Regions from separate parts of the Anas platyrhynchos genome. Here region 1 is linked to region 2. The links are chromatin contacts, called in public Hi-C maps. All regions are on one chromosome and are shown on one strand. Each heading gives the region's core, a stretch centred on a gene start, on an enhancer-like site or on the middle of the called end of the contact. The rest is flanking DNA. Distances are from core to core; before and after follow the strand shown. Region 1 holds the start of SLC16A10 (solute carrier family 16 member 10). Region 2 overlaps SLC16A10 (solute carrier family 16 member 10).

The links. Hi-C and Micro-C count contacts between places; a contact is called where the count stands out from the background.
Region 1: a contact with region 2 is called in a Hi-C map of subcutaneous adipose tissue, with 2.3 times the contacts expected there. The contact joins the promoter of SLC16A10 here to the enhancer-like site in region 2. A contact is called at or near these places in 7 of 8 Hi-C or Micro-C datasets (F1 follicle, F5 follicle, liver and 3 more).

The regions. Positions count from the first base shown.
Region 1 is chr3:72,483,191-72,488,369 of IASCAAS_PekinDuck_T2T, reverse strand. SLC16A10 (solute carrier family 16 member 10) reads left to right here and starts at 1,567. Exons shown (of 6, transcript XM_027454698.3): 1 at 1,567-2,152. The coding sequence starts at 1,777. LOC140002211 (a long non-coding RNA gene) reads left to right here and starts at 3,123. Exons shown (of 3, transcript XR_011808416.1): 1 at 3,123-5,179.
Region 2 is chr3:72,437,592-72,442,130 of IASCAAS_PekinDuck_T2T, reverse strand. The region is part of intron 3 of SLC16A10 (solute carrier family 16 member 10); the gene reads left to right. Among named protein-coding and RNA genes, the nearest start is that of MFSD4B, 23 kb to the right of the region's middle. Within about 2 kb of position 2,165, at least 4 of the 8 cell types and tissues checked have an H3K27ac peak or open chromatin away from gene starts, as enhancers often do. A contact at or near this core is called in small yellow follicle and subcutaneous adipose tissue, where this site is marked.

The DNA.
Region 1 (5,179 bases), core at 318-2,817, 47 kb before region 2:
TCCTTGGAGGGAACAGATGTGTTTTCCAGTGGTTGGCCAAAAGTTGTATTTGTTTTGACAATTATTATGTAATTGATACAACTGTACTATGTTTTGTTAGGGGTATTTATTTGTTCCACATTCTACTGTTGTTATAATATGTGTGTGTTCAATGTGTTTAGATTTAGCCTAGACCGGCATGGTTAGCAAGACAAATGGAGTATGCGGCAAGATCGGTGCATCTATACAATGTATTTCATTTTTATCATGTGTATTTTTTTTTAATTTATGTTAAAACAGTTTGGAGGCCACTAGACATGTAGATGTAAAAAATCAAAGGTTGCTTGATTCCCAAGGCCAAGCATTCGTAGATCCGACACCTTTTTGGTGTGCATTGTTGCTTGGGATTCCACTACATGCCCGTGTGTTTTTCTTTCTTTAGCTCCTAAATTTCATGTGGAAAGTGAGTGAGTAATTTGTGCAAAGCAAGGCACGGTGCTTTATTGCGGAATAAGTATTATTTCCCCTTGTGGCCATGGGTAGGTAGGAGGGAGAAGGAGGTACAGGGACAAAAAAAAAGGAAGATAATTAAGTGGGCAGCAAGTGTGTTGAATGGTGTGGTGAATATTTGCCCTGGTCCTGATGGGGAACCCTCCAGGTGCCATGGGTGAAGGACGATGGGTTTGGGGGCTGATTTGGTGATTTTCCTTCAAGAAGCTCCTCTTCCTCAGCAGGCCCCAACAGTCTGGGACATGCGTGGCTGCCAGCCACACACCCAGGAGGATTTGTGGTGAGTTTGGGAGCGAGATCAGTGGTCAAAACTCTTGCCATATTAACACCCCTGCCCTCAGCTTTCCCCGGTCGTTGGCTGTGGGGAGCAGAGGGCGAGAGGAAGCGTTGGTGCCTCCGCGAAAAGCGGGAAGCGTTTCACGAAGAGTGCAAGCGTGGGGTTTTCTCTTCCTTTCTTAAAAAAAAAAAAAAAAAAAAAAAAAAAGAAAGAAAGAAAAAGAGGAAACCCGGGGAGAAAGTCCCACCACGGCGGAGCTGTCCGGGGGAGCCGCCGCTCCCTCAGCGCCGTGAGGGGAGCGGGAGCCGCAACGGCCGTTAACGTCCACGTGTGTGTGTGGGGGGGGGTGGTGGCTGGGGTGAGCCTTTTGGGGTGCTTTTTGCCTTTTTAAACATTATTATCGCTACTAAACATACTAAACAGCAGAGAAAGGTTTTTTTTTTTTTTTTTTTTAGACTTTCTGCACCTCTTTGCAGGAGGACACCCGCAGGGGGGGAACCGGCTCGGTTCGAGCCTGGGGGGTGTGGGGGGGGGGCGCGTTTAACTCCCTCCTCCACCCGGTTACAGGGCGGGGTGGGGGGCGTGAGGCTGGGAGGCGGCCGTTAACGGCCGTTAACGGCCCCGCCACGAGCGCTTATCACCGGCGGGGCGGGGGGGTGGGGGGACCGGAGGACGGGACAAGGGAAGGGAGGCGAAGCCGCGCCCCCCCCCCCCGCCCCCCGCCCCCCTTCCCGCCTCCCGGCCGCCAGCCAATCAGCGGCGGGGAGAAGCCCTCGCGCCGCTGCCGCCCCCCCGGGGGCTCCCCCCTTTTAAATTGAAGCGGCGGCGGCGGCGGGGGCGCGCGTGTGTGTGCGCGCGCGTGGCTCGGGGGCGCGCACGCCCGCCCAGCTCCTTCAGCGCCGGGGGCGCGCTGCGGGATGCCCGCGGCCAGCCAGGGGGTGAGGCTGTGAGGAGGAGGAGGAGGAGGAGGAGGAGGAGGAGGAGGAGGAGGAGGAGGAAGGCGGCTGAGGATGGCGCCGGTGAGCGAGCAGCCGGCGCCGCAGGGCGAGGGGGGTCCCGCGGGCGCCCCCCCGGCGGGGCTGCGGCAGGAGAACGGCGGCGAGAGGGGCCCGGCGGGGGCGGAAGGGGGCGGCGGGGCCGTGCCCCAGCCCCAGCCCCTGCCCCGTGAGGAGGCGGCGGCGGCGGGAGCTGGGGAGGGTCCCGGTCCCGGTGCCGGTGCCGGTCCCGCCGAGCCCCCCGAGGGCGGCTGGGGCTGGGTGGTGATGCTGGCTGCCATGTGGTGCAACGGCGCCGTCTTCGGCATCCAGAACTCGTGCGGCGTCCTCTTCGTCTCCATGCTCCAGCACTTCGGCGGCAGCGAGGACCGGCAGATGGCCTTCAAGACAGGTGAGGAGGGGGGGTGCTTCCCGGTGCTGCTCCCGGCTCGGGGTGTGTGCTTCTGGCTTTTACAGCGGCTCATCTGTCATAGGAAATCGTAACGAAGTTGGTTCGTTTAGGACACAGCTCAAAGCGTTAAAAAGGAGCGCTGAAATAGCCAGCGTTGCCTCGTGTTTTTGTTTCTTCATAGTAAAAAAGGCGTCCCAGTGCAATCGCCCTGCTGAGGTGTTAGCCTTCTAGGAAACTTGCAGCACAGACTGGCTACAGACCTTTAAAGCAGCTTTGGAAATCATCTTCCTCAACTCTGGGGCAAGCTGAACCTGAAGCAGGAGGAGAAGAGCCCATTCCCTCCTTGCTCCCCCCAGCTTAAGGTTTCTGTCTCGAGTCAACAGCCAAGGCAGGTGCTCACCGAGTAAGAAAGCTGTGGTGGAGCACTAACTGCACCCTCCAGTGTTTCAGCTGTTTGTGGTGCCAGGTAAGGTGCCCAGCTCCACAGCTCTTGAGCTGGGAAGGTGAGGTGCTGCGCCTGTCCCCACATCAGGTATCACAGCGCCTGCCCCTGGGGGCAGGTGGATGCACAGGGCCGGGTGCCTGGTCAGAGGAGGTGCCCAAAACACCTGCACGTGGGGCTGGGAGCCACTGGCAGGTCATGAGTGAGAAACGACACCGGTGGCTGCTGCTCCCTCCTTTTGTGGGGCAGAGGGGTAGCTGCTGCTTCTGGGGACCTGGTTCTCTGCTGACCGCCTTCCAAAATACGGCCCTTGTGCTTAAAAAAAAACGTGACTTGTTAGGTTATTGTGTCGAAGTCAATCAACAAGAGGAGGGAGGATTGGGATTACTATCTTCTACCCTCCAGAAAAGTAATTGCGCCACTGGTTTGAAAGTGAGGTGGGATTGAGGGCGTGCTCCACCCATGTTTTTGACACTTCGCTCAGCCTCAGAGAAGGGGGGGGGGGTGGGACCTGTTTTTGTAGCCTAGTTGTTTTGCAGCCTGTTCAGAAAAGCAGGAAGAGTTTTGAGTCCTGTTGGATGCAGTCACGGTGACCTGCATCACTTCTTTCTTCTGAACTTTGTTAAAAATAAGCTACAGCTGCATTCTGGTTTTGTTTGTTGACAGGTGTGCTATGGTTTGGGCCATGCAGATGATGTTTACTTTGCTTCTTTTTGATTCAAACTAGTATAGGTTCAGGGGAAATGGCCTCAAATCGCTTCCTTGACTAGATAACTTGTGTGTGCATGTGAGGAGAAGGGACTGCAAATACAAAAGTGCCTCCTGCAGCCAGCAGAACAGCAGCTATAAAGCTGCTCTCTCTTCTCACACCTGAGAGTACCCTGATGAGGGTAGGCACTGCAAGGACTAAGCAGCAGCTGTCAAACACGGCTTTTTGTTCCTTGATGTTGGATTTTTGTCGTCTTAAACTGCTTGTCTGCTGTTTGTGATCTTGGTGAGGGTAAGACCGAGAGTCAAACTGAACTAAAATTTTGATGCAATATTTAGCTTGTCAGACAGGGGATTTATGGTCAGGAATGGCAAATTGCACTTAGGGTTGCTTTTATTGAACTGCTGATGGATTAGATGGCATGCTGGAGAGAGAAGGGACGGCTAATGGATGAAAATGGATGAAGTCAGTATGATTTTAGTGTTAGAGAAAACCCCAGCTGGATCATTCATAGGGTATCGGTGATGGTACCTAATCTAGTTAGTCTCTTGTTCAAACTGACTGCAGCTTGAGCTTGTGAGTCAGACTTAGTGGATCTGAAAACTGGGATTTGTAGTGAAAGTTTTCTTGCTGTATGCTTTTGCTTTGAAATATAAAGTTTAATACTCAAATTTTTGGAGAGAGGGCACCTTTAAAATCCAGAATGGTGATTTGTGAGAACCATAAATATTCCAGATAACCTTTTCTGTGACCCCCAGCTGTTTATTCATAGCACTACAGAATCCAGCTTTTTAATATAATTACAAAATTACTTAGCTGTTGGCAGAAGCATGTGTGTTGCTGGAGGTTTTTGTTTAGGACAAGCTAGTCGTTGTCTGCTGCCTTGTGTTTTCCTTGCAAAGAGGAATGAAGTAGACTATAGCACGTGCTATTTTTGTTATTTTTTTTTAAAGTGGACGGATACTTAATGTGCACGAAAGGCAAAACAGGAGGAGGCAGAAGGGAGGAGAATGCAGTCAAGAAGCCTTGTAAATAAGGAGTGGGAGGAACCAAAAGTACAGGCAAGGCAGCTGGGCTATCTCCAGAGTGCAGAATCCACGCTGGGTAAACAAGCTGTGTAACTACACTTAACATTGTTGCAGGATTTAGAATGATTGTTACTGGAAGAACTGACAGACTTCACACATTCAAAATCTCTCCAAGGGGCACCTGATTCTGACATAGTTTTGATGAAAAACTTTTCACATAACTTGTATACAATATTTTGATAATTATATTGCTCAAGATAGAACTGTCTTCATAACTTAAGTAATGCATTTTGTAATCATTTATGTTTCCTTGTCTTTTTTTTTTTTTGTTCAAAAGCTAAATGATGCATAACTACAGAAAAGGAAAAGTTCCTAATGCTAAGTATCAAGCTTCTAGAAAAATGTGCCTGCAGTCTCAGGAAACCATTCCTTTCGCTGTTTAAATCTCATTGCATTTGAGAAACAAGTTGGGTGGAAAAAAGATGTCAATGACATATATCACAAGAATCTCATAGCCCTCTTTTCTCTTTTCAGAGAAACTTGTCAAAACAAGGGTTTAGTTTGGAAATTTGTGTGGGAGGCTTGAGGATGGTCTGGCTAATAAAAGGTAAAGTGGTCTACAAACAATTCTCCCTTGGCTTGGAGCAATAGAAGTTGGATGGTGAGACTTAGATTGACAGATAAAAATCCAGACCATGTTTTAATTAATAAAATAGATATGATGAAAGAAAGAATAATTAGTTCCATAAATTGATGATTATGAGGTTGTAATAGAGTAGTGCACATCAGAGCAGCTTGCTTAGTTAAATTAGTGGGACCCCCTCTAGATATTGTCATTCTAGTACAGT
Region 2 (4,539 bases), core at 916-3,415:
ATCCGGATTTAAATAATGGATTTATGCCCTTCCATACATAGATGCCACAGATTCAGTGTTTCTTTGCTTTTATGAATCTGCACAAAGCAGGAATAGGTTGAGCTGGACCTTCAAAGAGCAGGGAAGCGAGAGCGCAGCCACAGCTCCTGGAATAAGCAGGTGGATGTTGCCTCAGGTTCTAGAAACTGCCACTGAGAAACAAAGCATCTCCTTGGACTTTGCTCTAAGATTTTCATCAACTGTATTGTAAGAAAAAATGCCTCACAAATTAAGAATTAAAGAGGCTTCAAAGCAGCTGGCCTGATGAAAAGTGTTCTCAAAAAGATACAGCAGCCCCAGCGCTGCCATTAGGTACAGACCTGGGTTCTGCTGGCATTTTGCGCTGTTTCAAAATGTGCTTGGCTGCCTCTGCTGGTAAACTGCTGTTCAGATTCTTGGGGAAACTGCAACGATGTGGTGAAGGATTAGTGTCTAAACAGGCCAGGCTGCCAGCAGCGGGCACCAGCTTGTGGAGCTGTGATCACTGTAGAAAGAGAGACCCTGCTTCTCACCGTGGAATAAAAATATCCCACAGTATATATATGTATGTCCTCTGTGTTGCTGTGCTTTTCCGTACATAAACCAGGAACACGGGGCTTGGAAAAGTTGAGAGGTTCGATGCGTATGCTGCGTGAAGATCGTCGGTTCAGCCTTCTTCTCTTTTTATAGAGCTTGGGAACAGCTGGGAAGAAGAGCCAGTTATGTTATGCATTCCTCCCAGGCCAGTCACCCCTGCTCTGCTCAGCCACAGGCAGCTGTGACAGGGATTAAGTGACTGGCCGTGTTATCCTGCGCAGGCCCTTGGCCCAGTTGGAGGCTTTGAGTCAGCATTGCCCACCCGGTGTGCCTAGTCATCTCTTCTCTTTCCTTTTCCCGTGCTGCTTCAGCCGTCCTTCCGATACCTTCGACAGTAGGAAATCTCCTGGAAGAGAGGAAATGTCAGCAGGAAAAAGCCCCTCTGCGAGGGACTTTCTGCTGACACGCAGGGCAGAAGCGCTGGTGAGCAGTGCACGGGGGGAAGAAGCTCACTGGTTTTAGTGACGGATACAGCGTGCACAAAGTGTGAACTGTTTTGAGAATGTAAGAATCCATTCTCGGAGATAATCTCTGGGCTTAAAGATTGTTATGGGCAATACTGAAATTGTGTTTTTTATGATCAGAGAGAAAGGTCATAGTCCTTCCCCCTGTGTAGGGAATTCACTGCTTTAAAGCAATTAAGTTGTTTCAGTAGTACCTCATCAGAGCAGATGACTGGCACCTACACTCAAAATGGTTTTTTATTTTTGCTGTCATAGAAAAACAACAACAAATGAAATGATTTAGGCAGTCTGCTTCTCAGGAGGAAGCTAATCTGAGTGCAAAATCTTCACCATCCTAATGAGGGCTGCTTTTTTTTATTATGTAGAGGGGTATGGGGATGGTTGGAGTCTCTGTGAAGTACTTTGTTAGTCATAAGAACTTGTTTATGCATACAAACAAACTCATTCACCTTCCAGGATGCATCACAAAATCAGACAGCTCCAGTAGGCTTAGTTATCTGCGCTGTGTGGCTTAGTCTGTCTCCAGATCTTCTCAGTTTGTTACTTTGAAGTTGCTGGATCTAGCTGCTACACCCACGTATGTAGTCTGTCTGCAAAAAGATAGTGCTGTCTTCTGCTCTATAGTTTCCATCTTCTGCTACGACATCCATTTAGTTCTGGCTCTGTAGTAAAGAAAAGTCTTTTTTTTTTTTTTTTCCACTTTAGAAAGAACATAGTGAAGAGGGGAGCTTGCTGATATGGATCATAGATGATGCAGATTTTTGTTGCTAAGCAGATTTGATTTTTTTCTTTTTTTTTTTTTCCTCCCTGAGGGCAAGATCCTTGCTTTCCTGTGATTCAACTTTTTTTTTTTTTTTTTTTTTTTTTTCCCCAATTGGACTACCTTCTTAAATTGCACCAACATGATCTGTCCGTCAGCCCTATTCTTTACCAGCCAACTACTTTGACTTCTTGTCTCTACCTCTTTCTCAGCTGTGTAGCAGTGATTTGCCTTGTTCATGCTAGTAAGCGATCTGTTTCTGCTGTGCGAATTCAATCTAGTCCCCATGCATGCTTGAACCTTTGCCTCGTGGAACACTTGCCAGTACAAACCATCTTCCTGTGCAAGCAACTCAGGAGCAAAAAGCCAGGCTCTCATGAGATCCTCTGTACTCAGTTTTCCTAGGAACTTACTCAAAGTTCTTGCTATGTATTTTGAAAACTGTATTCGCTTGTGTGTATTCGGTTTGTGAAAGGCCTTATTTATTCGGGACTATACAGTCTCTCTATTCTGCCCATTCAGAAAGACGGCTATTTTCCACCTATAAACTGCACCTCCCCCTGGCAAAAGCTTTGGTCCCTTAAAAAGAATTATACTGGAAAATACACACTGGGTAATGACCACCAACATTCTCCAGGCAGATCTGAGCTGCTCTATCCACACAGGCTAGAGGGTGGCCAGGCTAACTCTCGCTGCACTAGTTGATGCACTGCTCACAGGACCCAAGCCATTGCTCACAATGACACTTTTGTGTGCACAGTCCTAATCCTGCACCTCTCTTCCCTCCCCTGAAGTCCCGTGCCCTGAATTCCCTACTGGAGACAAATTGCAACACAGCTATAGATGCTGTCCTGTATGTCTGAGTGCAAAGAATGATGAAAAGTACAACGTATGATATATGGACCCTAGTAACCATAAAGCTCTCAAGTTAAACATTTAAAATGCATGCACATCCAGAGTAAAGCGTGTACACATAGCACATCCTGAAGAAATTCAGTTCTTGTAAGGTAAATATTGTCTCTGTTTTGGGAACCACTCATATTATGTCACTAGTTTGCTGCTAAAAAAAAAAAGTGTAAAAAGTGTTTAATATCTGATTGGTACATCTGGATTTTAATTCTAAAAATTGAAAAAAAAATCACCCTCCATCACCATGTTCACTTGCTTTCATTGGTTGCTGTTCAAGAAACCCATTCATTTTTTCATATCTCCTCCATCATTCATTTGCCTGAAGGCTACTACATCATTCATTTCCCAGAAATCATCGTTAGTACGTTTTGTAAAGATAGGATAGTATCTTTTAAATGATGTACTAACAGGTAACTGTGTCAAATGGATATTTCTCCATACTCTAGGAAATCTGAAGATAAAGCTGTAGGTATACCTGTTGATTTTATTACCTTTCTCATCCACTTTATCTACCATATTTCTGTCCCCCCCCCCCCCCCCCAAAAAAAAAAAAAAAAAAAAAGCAAGGCACTGGTTTTGTAAGGGTCCAGTGTAATTAAGGAGGATATTTCTGAGACCTCAAATCTTCAGTGGCTCCCCATGCTTTACTTGCTTTGCTAATCTTTGCATTTATCTCCCTTCAGATCTCAACATCTGCTGCAGTTTGACTGCCCAGGTTAGTGAAATTTTCCCCCTTTACCCACTTCTGTAATTATCCTGTGCACCTCTTTTCTTTCTCAGTATTTCTCAACGTTGATCTGGCAGTATTTATTCTTCACTACTTTTTAGTTTTTATTATCTACTTTTGACACTGGAAGGTGGTGGGAGTGAAAATAAAATAATAATAAAAAAAAATCCTACTTTATATGAAAACATGTTTAAGCTGTTTTCCAAGTATGTATTGGAGAAGAGTAAAAATTGTAAGTACAGAAAGAACAGAAACTGAAAAGAGTAAGTGAAATGCATGTATTTCCCTCCCCTCCCAGACATGAGAGTAAATGACAGTTCACTGCAATAAAATACATTAGGTAGCAGTATATTCAGATATTATTGATATAATAATATCTGTATATCAGTATATTCAGATATTATTATTCGGTATATATAAGACTTTGAAGGATAAGAATGAAGCATTGAGCAAACTTCTGGCCTGTGCTATGCTAGCAGATTGAGAGGTCTGAATTACATTATAATTTTCTTTATATCAGTCTCTAATAGTCTCTAATTAATATAATTTTGGATAATACAAACTATTCTAGTATCAGACAGGATATAGTTAAGTCAGAGAATAATAAAATAAATAAATATATATTTAATGCTAATTCTAATGGTACTCAGCTTCCTGTCTTTTTGGGTGCTTGAAGCATCATAGCCTGAATTAAACTCTTTCTGCTCCATAGGTGCCCAGAAACCTGGGATCAAAACTGGCTTTTTTTGTACTATTCTCATCCAGAGTCAAGAAACCTATTCATCAAAATTAAGTGAAGAACCTTCCTTCACTCATGCAGACTAGCTTTTGCGTCCAGTTTCTGCTCCAGGAAGAGCTGCCTGGAAACCCTCTTTGCTCCTTAGTTTTTGTTCAGACTTGTGAATTTCTTTTCACGTATTTTGTGCTTTCCTTTGAGGAAATCTTGAAACCTAGCTGTTTCCATTTGGTTGCTGCTAGTGAAGTCATGATCTATTTTCCAGGTTCTTTCCTGCTGATTGAGTTAAAATTTAAGTCTTACTACAGAGTAGAGTATTTCCTAGGAA